Regions from separate parts of the Mus musculus genome. Here region 2 is linked to region 1. The links are chromatin contacts, called in public HiChIP or PLAC-seq maps. All regions are on one chromosome and are shown on one strand. The core of a region is the stretch at or near the end of the contact, and the rest is flanking DNA. Distances in the headings are between cores, read along the strand shown.

Region 1 (3,293 bases), core at 554-3,053:
GCCTTGAACTCCTGGTCACACTGTCTCTACAACACAAATGCCAGGACCGAAGATATGCACCACCACGCCTACCTTAGAACAACCTTCTTAATCCTCTACACCCATGCAAAATATGATCTCGGGATTTAGTTATGAAGTTTCTCCCACTCTCAACAGCTTGAAGTTGGACTTCAAGGAAGTTTCTATATGAGAATTTTATTTTTAAAGTAAGTATGATGAAAATCCTTACCACCCAAGATGCTTTTCTTTCCCCATCCATGAAAACTGGCTTATTTTCCATTTCTTGTCAGCATGCAAGTAGAAGAAACAGAACATCCAACCAGGTTTATTTTTAACATTTTATTTTGAAATTTACAGAAAAGCTACAGTAACCCTCACATGTGTGCCCCCTGCTTTCTCCTTTACCTTGTCTAATAGTTACTTAGGCCATGTAATAAATAGCCTGATGTTCAGTGGCCTGAAGAATCCACCCACACCCAGGCTGCTCTCAGATTTGTCCTTGAATTCCTGATTCTCCTTCATGCCAGGATCTAGGCATCCACTTCTATGCTGGGTTCACTGATTGTTGGTGATAGAATCCGCAGCCCTATGCTTACAGGAAAAGCACTCCAAAAGAACCAGCTACAGCCCCATCCCAGTAATGTGGCTAAGCTGGGTATTCATAGCTGAAGGTCTCATAAAGTTTGCAGTCAGCTCAAGGCTTGACCAGGCATAGAGGATCTCGTTCCAAGATAATCCACAAAGCTTTGAAGGAGATTTCAGCTCAACGGCAGCACCTCTCCATAGTTCCTCTGGTATTATGGCATAACAATCGGCAACCCCTGACTGGAGTAAATGAAGAGCCTAGCAAAAACATACAGTACCTTTTATGACCTCTCCTCTAAAGTCAGTGCTGTCATTTCTGCTTTGCCCTGTTAAAACAAGGTCATCCATCACTAACCAGGCCACAAGCCAGGAGAGGGAGGGAGCCCCTTCCACTTCTCCCAGGGAGGAATATCACTGAGTTTGGGAACATTTATCTTACTTAGAGCCACCACATCCAGGATCGCTGTTGCCACAGTTTGGTTTGTTTCCAGTTCCCCTTTATCGAACAGTTTGATGGGGGAAAGCATGTGTTGTGCTCGTTCATACCTAGCACTGAAGGTATATTTAAAGGAAAGTTTTCCAACAGTTACCAAAATGAAGACTTTGCTAGACATGGTGGCACATGACTTTGATCACAATATGGGAGGTAGTCAGGGAGATCTCTCAGTTTGAGGCCAGCCTGGTCTACATAATGTGCTGCCTCAAAGTAAATGTCAGTACTGTTAATATCACATTTCATATTCCACCTGTCTGCTCTTTCTACCAGTCTTCTAGTCAAACCAATTTTTAAAAGCCTATAAAGTATGGCATCTAGTTTACACTGGGAGAGAATGTACTGGTACGTGGGGGTATGTAAGCCAGCATGACCTAGCTGGGCATCAGATCAACAGCTAAAACTCCTCTACCTGCTACTGACCATTCCTGGAAAACTTTCCCGTTGTCCCCTTCAATTCTGTTTTGGTGGGGATGCATTTGATGCGGATGCTATTAGCCTGGGACGCCTGAGCATCTGAGAAACTATTTGTCAGATTTGAGTAGGTAAAAACTTTTCGGAACTTGAGTTCATCTGTGAAGGAAAAACTGTTAAAATAGCCATCGCTCAGCGCCTTAGAGGGCAAAAGCTAGGCAGCCAAAGCACCTGGCTCCACCCGCTCCCGCGGCACCTCCCAGTCCTCCGCTATTGCAGGGTTGGAGGGGCGTGCCCGCACTGCGGGGGCGTGGCTGCGTCACGGGGGCGTGGCGAGCGACTCAGCCGATCGCACGATGTGACGCGCCGCCCGAGGCAGGCCGGGCCCTCAAGATGGCGGCGTGCGCCCTGAGCGGCTCGGCCCGGCAGTAGTGGCGGGACCGCACTCGCCGCTGGGGCCGCCCGCCCCCTGAGTGGCTGCTGCAGCGCCGGGAGTCGAGGATGGTAAAATGACCCAGGGGAAGAAAAAGAAACGGGCCGCGAACCGCAGTATCATGCTGGCCAAAAAGATCATCATTAAGGACGGAGGCACGGTGAGTGCTGCTGGTTCCGCGCCGCAGGACGGCCCGGGTGCGGGCCCGGCTCGCTCTTCCCCCCGCTTCCGCCTTCGCTGGGCCGAGAGCGCCCTGCCCTTCCGTGCCGCCGGCGCTGCCGCGGTCTCGGCCTGCGGCCTCCGCGGCCTGGCTCCCCTGGACGCTGCTGGTACCTCCGGCGGGGCACTGCGTCTCGGAGCCTGCGGCCTCGGCCCACGTGCGCCCGGCCTCGGGGAGGAGGCGGCGGCCCCTCCGCAGCCTCGCCAGGCCCAGCGCGGCGCGCGGGGAGGCTGGGCAGCCTTGCGCTCCGTATGCTGTGGCGGGTGGCCGCCGCCGCGGCCCGCTGGGCCAGGGTACGTGCGTTGTCCCATCGCGGTCGCCGGGAGCCGGAGCAGCGGCTTGGAGCTGTTCGGCTACCTTGTCGGGGAGTGGGCTCGTCCCCTCTCCCGGCGTCGGAAGCCTGACCTTCCCTGGGGCCCTCTCCGTTAGAGAAATCTTCACCTTGTGCCTCAAAATAAGTCTTTAGAATTGGTCATGGCGTGAGGATCGGAGACAGATTCTGGCAGGCGGACTGAGGCTAAAAATGTGCCTTTTAGACAGTCGTTACTCGCAGAAAACTTTATGCACTGTGCAGTGTGCTACCAGACGTCGATATAGGATTTGTCATTGGAAAACAAACGTACACTTTTGTTGTGCTGTGTGTTTGTAGCGTTACACTCTGATCTTTGCTGACTCCTTTGGTATCGCGTTCCGAAATAGAATGGAAAAGTAAGATGTGTCTCTGTGGTGAAGTTGCAGACATTGTTTCTTTCCATTTGTTTGTAGTTTAATGGAGCCTTGATCAATGCTAGCAAAGCACTAAATATGTAAGTAGGCCACCGCGGAGGATTTGCTGAAATCAGTTTGAAATAAATGACAACTTTCTTTTGACATTTGAGAACATGGCCTAGTCCAACTGCCATCATTTAGAAAGCTTGGGACATATGGAACGATTTCGGAATATGTTCAGTTAACTGTCAGATTTATTAGTTGTCATAGCTTTGACTTTTAGTGAAAAAAGAGGGTTCAGAGCTTTCCAGATTTTCTTACTGTACCTGATCAAAGTATTACTTTGATGAATTCTCATTAGCTGTCTTGACCAAGTTAGTAGGAGCTATACTGGGAGGAAAGAATATCGTTGTCAGGTTTAGAGAGAGAAACTTATAACG
Region 2 (3,293 bases), core at 233-2,732, 210 kb after region 1:
CCGTGAGTCATCTCCAGCATCAGGGATAATATTTTTAGTAACAATATGATTATCTCAATGACTCCACCTACATTTTGGCATCTGATGCTGGTATAGACCGAATAATGAAACGTTTGCATCGTATCATGCAAGGATGAATGGGAGGTTGGCTGCACTCTGGCCAAAGGCTTTTCTTGAAGAGTGAAGCTCCGTTGCTAGAGTTACTCCTTCAGGAGGGTGGAAGTGGATGGTCTCCCTCCATGTTTGGCAAAGAAATGATAAAACCTACCCTGGGGGATTCAGACCTTGTCTATAAACGATAAATTCCTTGACTCTACCTCACCCGGCCTTCCTGTATCTTTTCTCATAGCATCTTCTCATTATAATCCTGCATAGGTGAGCATGTACCGGGGAAGCTGCTAAGTGATAAAGCCAAGCTCATTCACCTTCTAAAGAGTGCTTGCTTTGCTGGTTCAGGGCTGGCGAGCAAAGCTAGGCTTTTGGGGACACTGGGGAAATGCTCTACCACTGGGTTACTTCCTAGTTGAGTGCTATGTTTTTTGTTTTGTTTTGTTTTGTTTCTGTACCAGCAATTCTCAAAATCCGAAAGCTCTCAAACTTAAAGTAAGCAAAGAAATGAACAAATGAATGAACCTTGCTCTGAGCTTCCTAACGCTTCTTCTTCTTCTTTTTTGTTTTTTTTTTTGTTTGTTTGTTTGTTTGTTTTTGTTTTTTGTTTTTTGTTTTTTGTTTTTTGGTTTTTTGGTTTTTTGGTTTTTCGAGACAGGGTTTCTCTGTATTACTCTGGCTGTCCTGGAACTCACTTTGTAGACCAGGCTGGCCTCGAAATCAGAAATCCGCCTGCCTCTGCCTCCCAAGTGCTGGGATTAAAGGCGTGCGCCACCATACCCGGCTTTCCTAACGCTTCTTTCCCATATAGTATTTGACATAGACTGATCTTGTCTCTTTTCTTTTCTTTTCTTTTCTTTTCTTTTTTTTTTTACAGGATTATATAAAATGTTTTGGTCATTGTTTTATTTCATTTTTGTTCATATCTTGCCTTATTGTAAGTATGTGAGGTCACTGTAATAACAAACACAGACTTTAAAATAGTAACCTATAAATCAGGCCCAGAGCAATAAGAAGCAGTGTAGAAAGTCATGGCCAGGCATAAAAGTAGAACTTAAGTGAGCTCCTAGACTTAAGTTCCAAGACTGGTCTAGGCTTGTGGGCGGAAGTGAAAAGGGATCTGTGTGCATCCTCCTCCCCCTCCCACCTCGCCAAACACTCAGCAACTTAGGGGAACTATACACAGCCTTGCCTGATACATCACCCCCGGAAGAAACTTCTCCTAAGAAGCTATATGTTTTAATAGCATCATAGTTTCTACAAAAAATTTCCCAATAATGGGCATAAAATAAAAAGGAAATAAGTCCTAATTGAATAATACAAAATTAGTGGATAGTTAATCTGTGCTTTAGGTATGAAGGAAACAGTGAGTGTCCATGACATGACTCAGGAGACCTGTGTTTGTTTACCCATTTGTATCTCAGTAGCAATAGCTAGGGATTTAAGAACCCCCACTTGTGTGCTTTGGAAACCTCGCCGCGTAATCACCGGGCGCAGTTGCATCAGTCTCTGGTTCATATGGAGATGGCTGAAGTGATGTTCACTTGATAAAGTGGCGTTCACTTGATGAGTGTTTGCTGAAGGACACGAACCCTGTGTTATTTTGTTGTGTTTTTATGTTGTGCTTCACGTAATGAAATACTTTCAATTAGTGGGCCATAAGGAAAGGAAACACTTTACGTATCCTATTTATCTCTAACCGGGACAATATTGGCTAAACTGTCACAGATGCTAAGTTGGCAGGGTTAATTCAGACAGCGTGTTTCATTCCATCTTGATCATATCACACACACATCATCTGGAACACCCAGATGCCCACCTGCCTGACTGTGGGAGTTTTCTGAGCCACTTCATGTTCCCAGTCCCTACTCCTTTTTTGTTCTGACCCTAGCTGGCACCTTGACCCAGTTTCCTGGAGACAATCTGTGGCTCCTTACCCCGAAGATCTGTGGCTGGGGACTCCTGCCTTGTCGTCCTCTCCACGTTCCCCTGTGCTGGGCCAGCTGGCTATGTTTCTTTGTGTCTCTGAGCAGGTGTGTAGTCTGACTTCTCTCTTTCACGAGTAGACTGGAGTCAAAGAGAAAACTCAAATGCTGACCACAATAGTTTAACAGAGTGAAAATAGTCGAAGGTGTATCCATCCATCCATCCATCCATCCATCCATCCATATGCACACATATATACATGCACACACATACATAGTCACATACACACACATACATGCACATATACACACACACATACATACATACATACATACATACATACATACATACATACATACACATCCATCTGAAAAATGCTCAAATATGTGTCCATCTGTCCTAGCTACCTTTTTGTTGCTTTGAAGAACACTATAACTGAAAAGCAACTTGGGGAGGAAAGGGCTTATTATTTCATATTACATTTCCATCACTGAGGGAAACCAAGGGAGGAACTCACGACAGGAACCTCCAGGTCGGAACTGAAATAGAGAGATGCTGCTTACTAGCTTGCTTGCTCCCTCTGGTTTGCTTAGCCATTTTTCTTCTACAGGCCAGGCCCACCTGTCTAGACATGACATTGCCAGAAGTGAGCTGGACCCTCCTACATCAGCTAGCAGTTAAGAAAACACCCCATGCCAGGGATCACTCTGATCTGGTGAGTTCTCCAGTTGAGGTTCCCAGATGACTTCAGGTCTGTGTCAAGGTGATGGCTGAATCTAATAGGACACCATTCATCCATCTGTCTGTCCGTCCACTGAAAATGCTCAAATGTATGCACACCTATCCACTTCTCTGTCATGTGCCCAGCACTGAGGGGTTCATGGATGCCAGCCTTACAGATACTGTTTATCTTCATAGTATTGTACTCATGAGAAAGGAAGAAGTAATTTAAAAACACATTTTGGTGTGCAAAATGTATTATTTAGCTATAGAGAGGAAATCACTAACTGGGCAATTAGGAAGACTGATATGACAAAGTTGACATGTTCTTCAAAGCAGCTACTAACTGTTTTCTATAGAGATTCTCAAAATGGACTGCTCCTGCTGGTCTGAGACCCTCTGCAATGTCTGAGGATGTTTTGTTTCAGTTGCAAAGAGGTGATATGATGGCTGTACGTCGGGGATGGCACTAGCCACCCTACGGTATGCAGGACAGCCCCCTCCCACATACACAATGAAGAATTATTGATGCCAAATGA

The links. HiChIP or PLAC-seq counts read pairs in DNA pulled down with a chosen protein or histone mark.
Region 2: an H3K27ac HiChIP or PLAC-seq map of microglia shows a contact between it and region 1, with 5 times the contacts expected there. The contact joins the enhancer-like site here to the promoter of Mfsd14a in region 1. A contact is called at or near these places in 1 of 39 promoter capture datasets (the C10 cell line), 4 of 115 datasets of contacts at active chromatin or transcription factors (bone marrow-derived macrophages, embryonic stem cells, memory CD8 T cells and 1 more) and 2 of 9 other capture datasets (adipose tissue and pancreatic islet).

The regions. Positions count from the first base shown.
Region 1 is chr3:116,661,187-116,664,479 of GRCm38.p6, reverse strand. Mfsd14a (major facilitator superfamily domain containing 14A) reads left to right here and starts at 1,803. Exons shown (of 12, transcript NM_008246.2): 1 at 1,803-2,085. The coding sequence starts at 2,002.
Region 2 is chr3:116,448,885-116,452,177 of GRCm38.p6, reverse strand. No RefSeq gene overlaps it. Among named protein-coding and RNA genes, the nearest start is that of Gm40125, 26 kb to the right of the region's middle. Within about 2 kb of position 1,482, at least 23 of the 459 cell types and tissues checked have an H3K27ac peak or open chromatin away from gene starts, as enhancers often do. A contact at or near this core is called in bone marrow-derived macrophages and microglia, where this site is marked.